Regions from separate parts of the Macaca mulatta genome. Here region 1 is linked to region 2. The links are chromatin contacts, called in public Hi-C maps. All regions are on one chromosome and are shown on one strand. The core of a region is the stretch at or near the end of the contact, and the rest is flanking DNA. Distances in the headings are between cores, read along the strand shown.

Region 1 (4,948 bases), core at 2,442-4,941, 180 kb before region 2:
AAAGAACATGGATCATGAAAGTTCAGGGAAAAGAAAATCTGTGCTGCAATGACAAGATTAAATTAAAATAACTAGTTTAAACTTTGTTTTAGTTCATTTAGGCTTCCATAACAAAATAAGATAAACTGAGTGACTTATACACAACAAAAATTTGTTTCTCACAATTCTGGAAGTTGGGAAGTACAAGATCATGGAAGCAAATTTGGTATCTGGTGACAGTCTCCTTCTTGGTTCATAGACAGCTGTCTTCTCTCTGTAACTTTCCATGCTTTAATGGATGAGAGAGCTCTCTCAGGTCTCTTCTCTAAGAGCACTAATTTTATTCATGAGGGCTCCACCCTCATGACCTAATGACATCCCAAAGGCCCCACCTATAACTACCGCCACACTGGGGATTAGATTTCAACATATGAATTTTGGAGGGGCACAGACTATAACATTCAGTTTATGGTAGTTTTTATTTGAATAAACTTTTGCATCAAATCTATTTATAAATAATTTCAAGTTTTCTCTTGCCCAGTAGTATATCTTCCTAACTGTCTTGTTCCTGTAAAATATTTTAGACATACTGCATCCTGGTACACTTGCAATGACAAAAGTTCAATTCAGCAATTTTTGTAGACTTTAAAAAAATAAACTAGCTTATAATACTCTAGCTATAAAAATAATACATCTTTAACTTTTAAATTTTGTTTTGATTTACTTTTTAAAAATTAGGTTTGGTGTTTGGTCTGAAAGTGTTCGTGGCTCGTCTTTTTTTAAATTTATTTTTATTTATTTTTATTTTTATTTTTTTAACAAAAATGCTATATTCACTTTACAATAACTACACATACTAAAGATTTTGGCCAACATTGTGTATATCTGTGTCAATATCTATATCTATCCAACTTTTGTATATGCCACACTCAATTGAAAATGATGGTTTTTCTATTAATATGACATAGGTTTCTTTTCTAAAATATCTTTCATTTAGATTTCTCTTTGCTGTCATCTAGAAGTCTATGTTTCTTTTTTTTACTCTCACTTTATAGGCTTAATTATTGCCATTCCTTTTATCTTGAATGCTTATCTTTCTTCAGTCTATGTTCCTTCCCTTTCCTTTATCAAGTTCTTGCCATATGCTAGTTTGTCTTGTTCTTTATTTCTTTCCTTCTCATCTTCCTTCTGTTCTTTTATTTTTAAACTAGGATTTTTAAAATATAAAATTAAAATAGAGTTGGAAAACAAAGGTAGTGCATTTAATTTAAGGATATTCATATTTTCTTGATGTTGTTTTCTTGAATAACACATGATAGAGGAAGAGTAAATCAAACAGATGAAAGTAATTTAAAACAAGTATAATGGGTATTTTCAGAGATCTAAAGAAATGTAATCAAAATATAGGGCAAAAAAGAACTCTTATGAAGAGGGACCAATTAGAGATGATAGGTATGAAAACATGACTGCTAAAATAATAAACCAAAAAATAGATATAGCTAAAGAAGTAATGAGCTAAAATATTAGGTCAGTGAACCCTCCTAGAAGGCATTAAAGTAACAGAATGATGAGAAACTAGTTCAGTGATATGGAGAACAAAAGAAGTATTATTTTATCTAAGAGCAGTCCTAGAGAGAGAAAAAAGAAAAGAAGAAATAGAAATATTTCAAGAAGTAATTACATGGGATTTTCAAAAACCAAAGAAAAATGAAAGAATTCAGGTTGAAAGCTCAGAGTGTGCCAAACAGGATATAAGAAAAATCTAATGTTAGACTCTTTATAATGGATTTTAAGAGTAAAGGCAAAGAAAAAATTCTAAAAACTATTTGAAAACATGGTTTATGACTTCTGATGTTTAATTTTCTGTTTCTTCCAAGAAGTATGCTTTGCAGATTGCTGATATATAATACGTTTTCTTGACTGACTGACTGAATATTCTCCTTAATTATTAACCAAGCAAGAAGGTAATGCCATTCACTATCCTCCATCAAAATTTCCTGGATAAAAACCAATAAGATGAAAATCTCTACGGTAATTGAGAAATACTTAATTAATTTTCTAGAAATTAAAAAAGTTTTAATTCTCTAATGGGAGTAAAATATTTTTTCCTGAAACTAGCTACTGCCCAGTGTCTGAACAGATATAGAATAATATCTGGTTCAGCTTATCAAGAGAAAGAATATAAGAAAAACACTATCAGATTGTGATTTAGAAGAAATATGGTAGAAAATATCCCCTAAAGTTGTTTTGTGTCGACTGAGCAGTGCATCTCCAAGGTTTCTATGGTTTTTTGTTCTTGCCTGAACTCTAATACTTAATAGTAAAGGTAACATTTCTGGGGGCACTATTGACCTCCTTGTTCCCACTCACTTTGGAAACCCAAATAGATTTCAATTTTTCCTGAAGGGAAAAGAAAGTCTCTGACTACCAAACCCATATGCATATACTGCCAAAGGGGACTTGCACATCACCACTGTTTTGCCCAGTGTATTTTGTCAAGTAATACATAGAGGCATTGACAACTGGCTATTCTTTTAGAATATTTTTAGTGATTCTGTGATGAAGACATTGGATCTATGAGTATCTGTATTTGATAACAATATGGAACAATATACTTTGATTTTATTTAAAAATACATTGTGCATCCATAGAATCCCTATATACTTTGCGGCTAGCAAGGCTTTTCTTGTTTCTCAAACCTAGTGTCTTCCCAAACTGTATCCTGAAAAGACTCCTGCATCCTCTGATTCTTAGGTCTAGGAAAAATGGCTAGGTGTGCCTTTGTAATGTCTGTGATGTTTGACTCTTAAGGGGTATAGAGAGCAGCAAGAATTTATGGTGATTGACCTGAACTCACAGGTAATAATTAACCCAGCCTTTGAGTTTTCAACCTGTTATTTTATGAAACAAGCCATACTTGTTTTTGCTTACTCTTAATTCTCTGATGTGCTTCCATGAATCTTGGGGTCATGTTAAGAACAGTTTGATTGACTTACATTTGTATATAGTCCTTAGATAATTGAAAGACCTATGGTCAGAGGGCTTCTTGTTTTCAATTTTGTGTGAACAATATTAATACTATTAATAATGACTGATTTTATTCATCACTTAGTATAGGTTGGTCCCCAAATTATGTATTTTATATGTTGCCTAGTTTCATTTCTACATATAATTTTTATTATCTTCATTGTACAAATGAGAAAATAGAGTTGGAGTGGCAAAATAATGTCCCCAGAGTTTTATAGTTGATGCATGGCAAAACTGAGATTCAAATGCAGATCTGTTTTACTCCAAAAATCAATTTAGGTTACAATGATGAGCATTCATAAAATATACCTTTTCTAAATTAGCAAAATAAGAAAACTAAATGCCAATAAATTAATAATTCTGTCTTATTTTTTAGACAGAATTTATGGCAATTGAGCAGGAAGTTTAAGTAATACATCCAAGAGAAATGAGATGAGAGCTCAAAAATTTTGAAAACTACCAGAAAGTATGAAATAATACATCATTGCAAAAGAGAAAACAAATCTAAGGTTTTAAAAATATATTAAATCTAAGTTCCGATGCTATTTTCCAGAAACAATATAGAAGTATTCCAACATATTTAAATATATTTTTTATAAGATAGATTTCTAAAATGCTAGAGCCTTAAGTGAGTCAAACTTACATAATGTGACTCATAACTGAGCAATTCCTACGGAAAATTTAAATGTGGCAATCGGACAATAATTTTATGCAATATGGTCAGCATGCACTTGAAAACTCCAGCACATATTTAGCAGTCATTTGGAAATCTGATGTCATTCATAAAACCAGAAAACTATTCCCAGATTTTTCTATGCCCTTAACCTCACAGTACACAATTTACTGTAAGTAAGCAACAGGGGCTAAGACATCTCAGCAGGCACGTAAACCAGTAAGTATATGACATTAAATAGCATGTGGTGGTTATTACACATAGTGAATAAAAGCCCTAACACAATCATCTTCATCTCTGTTCTCAGAGTACACACTGCCTAATTTGGAGAAAACAAATGTAGAACTTGGTTGATGAGACAAAAATTTGAAATCATAAGCATTCTGTGTAGTGTGTGTGAGACAGATTACCACAATTTCCTAGCAGCTTTTTGTGTAACTGATAGGAAGAAATATGTATCAATATTTTGCTTCTGGAACAGAAAGATAGTTATTAGTCTAAACCATATTAAATTGCTGATATTCAGCTATTTTTTACCTAAAGAGTGAAAATTTCATAATGTTAAACCTCATGCAAACACGAAATCAATTGGTTCATGATGTTGGGTTGTTACAAACAATCAAAAAGAATAGTGTTATTTGGAAAAAGAAGCTTTCTGTGTTTTTATGTATTTTTAGTTAACCAGTTAGTTGGGGGGTATTTAAAAAGGAGGTTTAAAAATCAAAACACAGTAAACTAATAGTAATCTGTAAGATTTGCCTCCAAATTATGGATGGTAGAATTAATTCCAGAAGATTGGAACTTTAGAAGAAAGCATTCTCTTTTATTTGAAAAATAATGTGATTAGGCCAGGCACAGTGATTCATGCCTGTAATCCTAGCACTTTGGGAGGCTGAGGCGGGCAGATCACGAGGTCAGGAGTTCGACACCAGCCTGGCCAATATGGTGAAGCCCTGTCTCTACTAAAAATACAAAAATTAGCCAGCGTGGTCGCGCATGCCTGTAATCCAGCTGCTGGAGAGGCTGAGGCGGAAGAATCACTTGAACCCGGGAGGCAGAGGTTTCAGTGAGCTGAAATCATGCCACTGCACTTCAGCCCATGCAGCAGAGCAAGACGCTATCTCAAAAAAAAAAAAAAAAAAAAAAAAAAAAAAAAAAAAAAAAGAAAGCAAGAAAGCTAATGTAATTAAAAAGATACTCCATTTTAAAATTTTATATATACATTTACTATATAAATAATGATATTTTGAAAAAAGATACCCAAATGGC
Region 2 (5,141 bases), core at 422-2,921:
AATCTTTACACTTATTATATCCATGAGAAGATAAAAGAATTAAACAATGATGCTTGGTCTCTTAAAGCATTTTGTCTTAAACCATCTTCAAGTTAGACATTCCTTTGCAGCAGTGAATGGTAGATAAGGGGTCGTTTTATTCTGAAACTGAAGAAACACCATGTTAGTCTTGCTGTTGGTTATGTAAAAGGCAGAACACTTTATTGTTACATTTGTTAATTTTGGTTCGACTTTGTTCACTGAAATTAGGGCATAATTGTGTGTTGTTTGACTATGATTAATGATGGGCTAGTTTTATCTGCTTAATAAAATTAAATTATATATTGCAGTAGAATATGGGAAATCATACAGCCATATTTATGGCTTAGTATAAAAGACTAAGTTTTTCAAGTTTGGATTATCAGCAGTATTCATAACATATACACACACTTCATATAAATGTTAAACACATCAAATCAACTTAAATAAAATACTAAGTCAGCTTTAATGGACTCACTCTGGTTCTTCTGAAGCCCTCACTTTTAAACGATGCTATATGTTGGGTTGAGTAAATACACAATATAATCTTCATAACTCACTTTAAATCCTCTTTTAAAGAGAAACAAAGTTCCCCTGACAACATCCATTTCCCAGGGGGAAAAAAAGCCATTTTAAGATATCAGCACTATAACACCACTTTTGAAATATAATAGTCATTTGTTATTTAAGGGAAAAGTAACTGTAATTAAGAATTGGAAATTTCTAAGGGGTTTTAAACATACAAGGGAAATAATGCCATATTCTAAATAAAGTAAAAAGATGCTTGAATGTATATAAAGCAGTATTATAGTAGTCTAAGAGGCTTTCCTTTCCATTGCTTTTATCAGCAACTTGAACAGTGATGAACATTTTGGGGTATCATGTACCAATTTGATTTCATACAGTCCCTGGAATAATTGATAATTTGTGGTTTGCACATTTATGTAATTTTTCAAAATCAGAACTGTAAGTTTTTGTGCTCAGAGTTTTGTGGCAAAGGCTATACCTGGGAGAGGACAGCAAATATGATCCTTAAAAATTTGCAATTACTAGTCAAGCTAATCTGTTTAGCTCACTATGCTTCATGATGCCATAATGTACACCTAGTTCTTTATAGGTCTTTAAATTTCACTGATAAAATAAACAAGACTTCTAAGTGTACAGAACTTTTATATGCACATGGCTTTATTCTCTATAGTCTTCAACTGAACTGAATTAAGTGTGGTATTTCTGTTTTCCAATTTTCTTTTATCAAGTAAACTTTTAAAAAATTCAATAAGAAAGTATAAATTTTTGCATGCATAATCATTATTTTCTGTTTTAGGGACCTCCAGGATCACAGGGACCAAGAGGAGAGCGAGGGCCAAAAGGAAGACCTGTAAGTTGACAAGAGGGCTCCTTGTGGGGAACGTGTAGCCAGTCAGTTTACACTGTGTTCTGTGAATGCAGCAAGGAGCTGGGAGCACTGTTCCTCTTTCACCCCATTAAATGTTAGAAAAATACAATAATAATTGTATATTATCTTATTAGATAACACAAATGATATTTCCTTGTCCCTTATGAGGTCAAATCAAAATAAAGTAGAACTTAAGGAAGCATAATTAACATATCCTGAGTTTCACTCATGAGTAAGCAATGCCAAGAATGTACTGTTGAGATAAAACATCCAAGTTATGTGATCTGTGGTTGCCACAGGAATAACCAAGCTGGATATGGGAAACAATTGTTAGAGGGTAAAATTTTCTTTCAAGTGGTTGCACAACAAGTTTATTTCCCAGGTAGCACTCTGCCTTTTTCACTCAGCAGCCACTGCAGAGATATCAAAGGAGTAATTTTAAAAATCAGCAATCCCATTACCAGACAAGTGAAATACCTTTAAAATAAAATAATGACCTCAATATCCTTGAGGTAAAACATAAGGATACTATATAATATATACCAAAGGTTTTCTTTTATTACTTATCTGCACAGAATACATGTTGTTCTCAAGTGTTAGGGTTAGAACGTTTTTTCTTTTCACTTTTTTTTTTTTTTTTTTGGAGAGAGCTTCACTCTGTCATCCAGGCTGGAGTGCAGTAGCGTGATCTCAGCTCACAGCAAGCTCTGCCTCCTGGGTTCATGCCATTCTTTTGCCTCAGTCTCCTGAGTAGCTGGGACTACAGGCACCAGCCACCACACCCAGCTAGTTTTTTGTATTTTTTAGTAGAGATGGGGTTTCACCGTGTTAGCCAGAATGATCTTGATCTCCTGACCTCGTGATCTGCCCACCTCGGCCTCCCTACAACGTTTTTTCTTATATATCACTTCTAAAATCTAATGTCTTTCATATATTATATAACTGTATTAATTTGTATATTGCTTTCATTATCCCATGTTTCAATTAGAAAAATTTTTTGTACTGTTTAATTTTTTCTCTAATGATATCTACTAAAACTCTCAGTAGATTTTTATCCTTTTAAATATATATTTATCCATATTTAAATGGGAGGATTAGAAGATAAGGAAACAACAGACAACTTGAAATGTATAAATGAGGATAAAATATATTTTAGATCATATGCCTAGGAACTCTTGCCACTAGTTTCATCCTTGTTACTACATTATCCTTCTACTCATTTCACCTCATATATAGTGTGATGTCAGTACTTTTTCTTAAATGGGGCTGCAGTATGGATGGTATTTGCAGGCATGTAGGTGCAAAGCAGTGCCCCAAGAGGTTGGACATATCCATATAGGTGAGCAGCAGGACTGTATTCACATTATTTTATGCCCCATTCTTCACTGTGGTTGTGTTGAGTTTTCTCACTAGTGTTGGTAGCTTAAACTCTGTTGTAGCTCTCCAGATGTCTGTCCTAGATCTAGAAAGACAGAAATAGGTAGAAAATAACATCAGTTGGGTGGAGGATGGGTGGTCATTAAAAAAAAAAGATTTTGCATCGGTGTATTTGTACACTGTAAGTAATTGACAACATTGGGTCCTAAATCTACGTAGAAGTTGTGGGACCAGACTTCCAGAGTTCCTGGTTAAGATCTGACGAATCTGCTCCCCAACACTTCTCACTTATTTTCCCTATTTGACTTTGTGATGTGGTCAGTTTCCTACCTTGGTTAGGCCTGAGACAATCAATGTGAATTGGGTATAAGTGTGTGTGCATTTTGTGTGTATGTGTCAGAAAGAGCGAGAGAGAGCGAGAGATTGAGAGAGAGAGAGAGAGAGAGAAAGGGGGGTAGATTTTTTATGAGGAATCAAGTGAGACAACCCTGGCAGATATCCAAGTAGGAAATCTCTTCCTCTGTTAATCCTAGCAAACAGGTAGTGTGATACAACTCTTTCAATGCCTGCCTACATGGGTTTAAAGATATGAAATGATGTATAGCTTTGCATGAAATGATGTATATGAAATGATGGGCATGATGTAACAGAATGCCCATAGGCAGAATGTTTTGCCTCATACCTCAAGCCTTCTAGGAGCTGCTTAACTGGACTAAAATTATGGCTGTCACAATATAGGGTGGTTCTGCAATCAGAAATAGCATTCCCCCCGCCCGTGCAATTATATTACCATCAAACAGTTTAGAAGATTCACAATGTACAGCATGGTTTCTCACTGTCAACACTATTGATATTTTAGGCCAAATAATTCCATATGCATAGTAGAAAGTTTTGCAGCATTCCTGGTATCTACCCACTGGATGCCAGTTGAAACTGCCATTCCCCATACAATTGTGACAGTTAAAAATGTTTCCTGACATTGCCAAATCTAGGCAAAATAGCTCTGGACTGAGAACTACTATGTCAGTAGTCCAGTATGAGATACTACCATAAAACCTTCAGGATTAGCCAATGATTTTCACTACTGTCTTTCATCACACATCCTCAATTTTAAGTGTATTGTTCAGATAACTTCATAGTGACAAACTAGCGACCTGACAGGAGATGGACCATCAATGATGTGCTAAGTTCTAGTTGCATGTGACCCTTAACCACTATTGGTATGTTTCCTGATCTGTAAAATGGGAAATATACTAGATCTTAACATCTATAACGTGTGTGTGTGTGTGTGTGTGTGTGTCTCAGAGAGAAAGAGAGAGACAGAGAAACGAGAGAAATGAAGTTCTTGACAGTTCCTGGTCATTCGTCTTTTCTCCTTGTGGATGTTTAAACATCGCCATCTAGTGGCAACCTCGAAGTACTTTTTTATTGTAGGTTACTGGGGAGATAATTTGAGTATCTTGGAAATGGAAGGGAAGGATAATAAATGTAACATTTACCTTAATATAAGAATTATGTAATTCAGCTCACTTGAAGATATAAAAAAGATACTTTTAATGAGCTCCCAAATTCTAATTTGCTTTTGGTATTTACCAGTAAACATTCTTGTGTTCACTTAATTTCAGATAATTTTTATAAAAGTTTTTATTAATTTTAATCCTAATTTGTACAACAGTAAATTTCATAAGCTATTTAGAGGGGATTCCATGGAGGCATATAATAAATCATGAATCAATGAAAACAATCTTAGGATCAGACTTTGAAACATGATTGTTAATTACAGAAGAATGGAGAAAGTCACAATCTCTTTGGAGGACTAGTGAATATTTCACAAACTTGTCTCCACTCCTGTTGACGCTAAACGTAGTTTTGTGTGTGTCTCTTTGAAAATCTCATTGGGCGCAGAGATTATACATTAGTTCACTTTGTGTATGTAATAATATCTGGTTATTAATTAGCAATTGAACATTGCAAGAACAGATTCAGAGTTTTCTACACAAGGCTGTATGAATAAACCAGACTATTATTTTGTCTATGCTGCCTTAAACATATCCAGTTCATGTTACGCACATTCGTATGATCCAGGAGTCCTACAGAACAACTGAAATCAGCCTGTTTTGTATAATGAAGTGTGAAGTAAATTGATAGTAGCTTAGGAGTCAGAAAAGTTTTGATTTTTAAAAACTAAGAATATTTTTCTAAGATATCATTTTTTAATATAAGTTTTTAAGGCTAGGTATTCTGCTTCTATTTAATAGATAAATTTGCTTATTTATCCCACTACTGCAAGAAATAAATATGTCTATATAAATGTTTAAATATATTAAAATAATTAAATTTCTGAATAGCT

The links. A called contact is a pair of places that touch in the nucleus more often than the background predicts.
Region 1: a Hi-C map of fibroblasts shows a contact between it and region 2, with 1.9 times the contacts expected there. The contact joins two enhancer-like sites. A contact is called at or near these places in 3 of 14 Hi-C or Micro-C datasets (fetal cortex germinal zone, fetal cortical plate and fibroblasts).

Annotation. Positions count from the first base shown.
Region 1 is chr12:94,232,929-94,237,876 of T2T-MMU8v2.0, reverse strand. No RefSeq gene overlaps it. Among named protein-coding and RNA genes, the nearest start is that of COL5A2, 180 kb to the right of the region's middle. Within about 2 kb of position 3,691, at least 2 of the 40 cell types and tissues checked have an H3K27ac peak or open chromatin away from gene starts, as enhancers often do.
Region 2 is chr12:94,047,286-94,052,426 of T2T-MMU8v2.0, reverse strand. It overlaps COL5A2 (collagen type V alpha 2 chain), which reads left to right. Exons shown (of 50, transcript XM_077957304.1): 4 at 1,343-1,396. Among named protein-coding and RNA genes, the nearest start is that of COL5A2, 8.2 kb to the left of the region's middle. Within about 2 kb of position 1,671, at least 3 of the 40 cell types and tissues checked have an H3K27ac peak or open chromatin away from gene starts, as enhancers often do.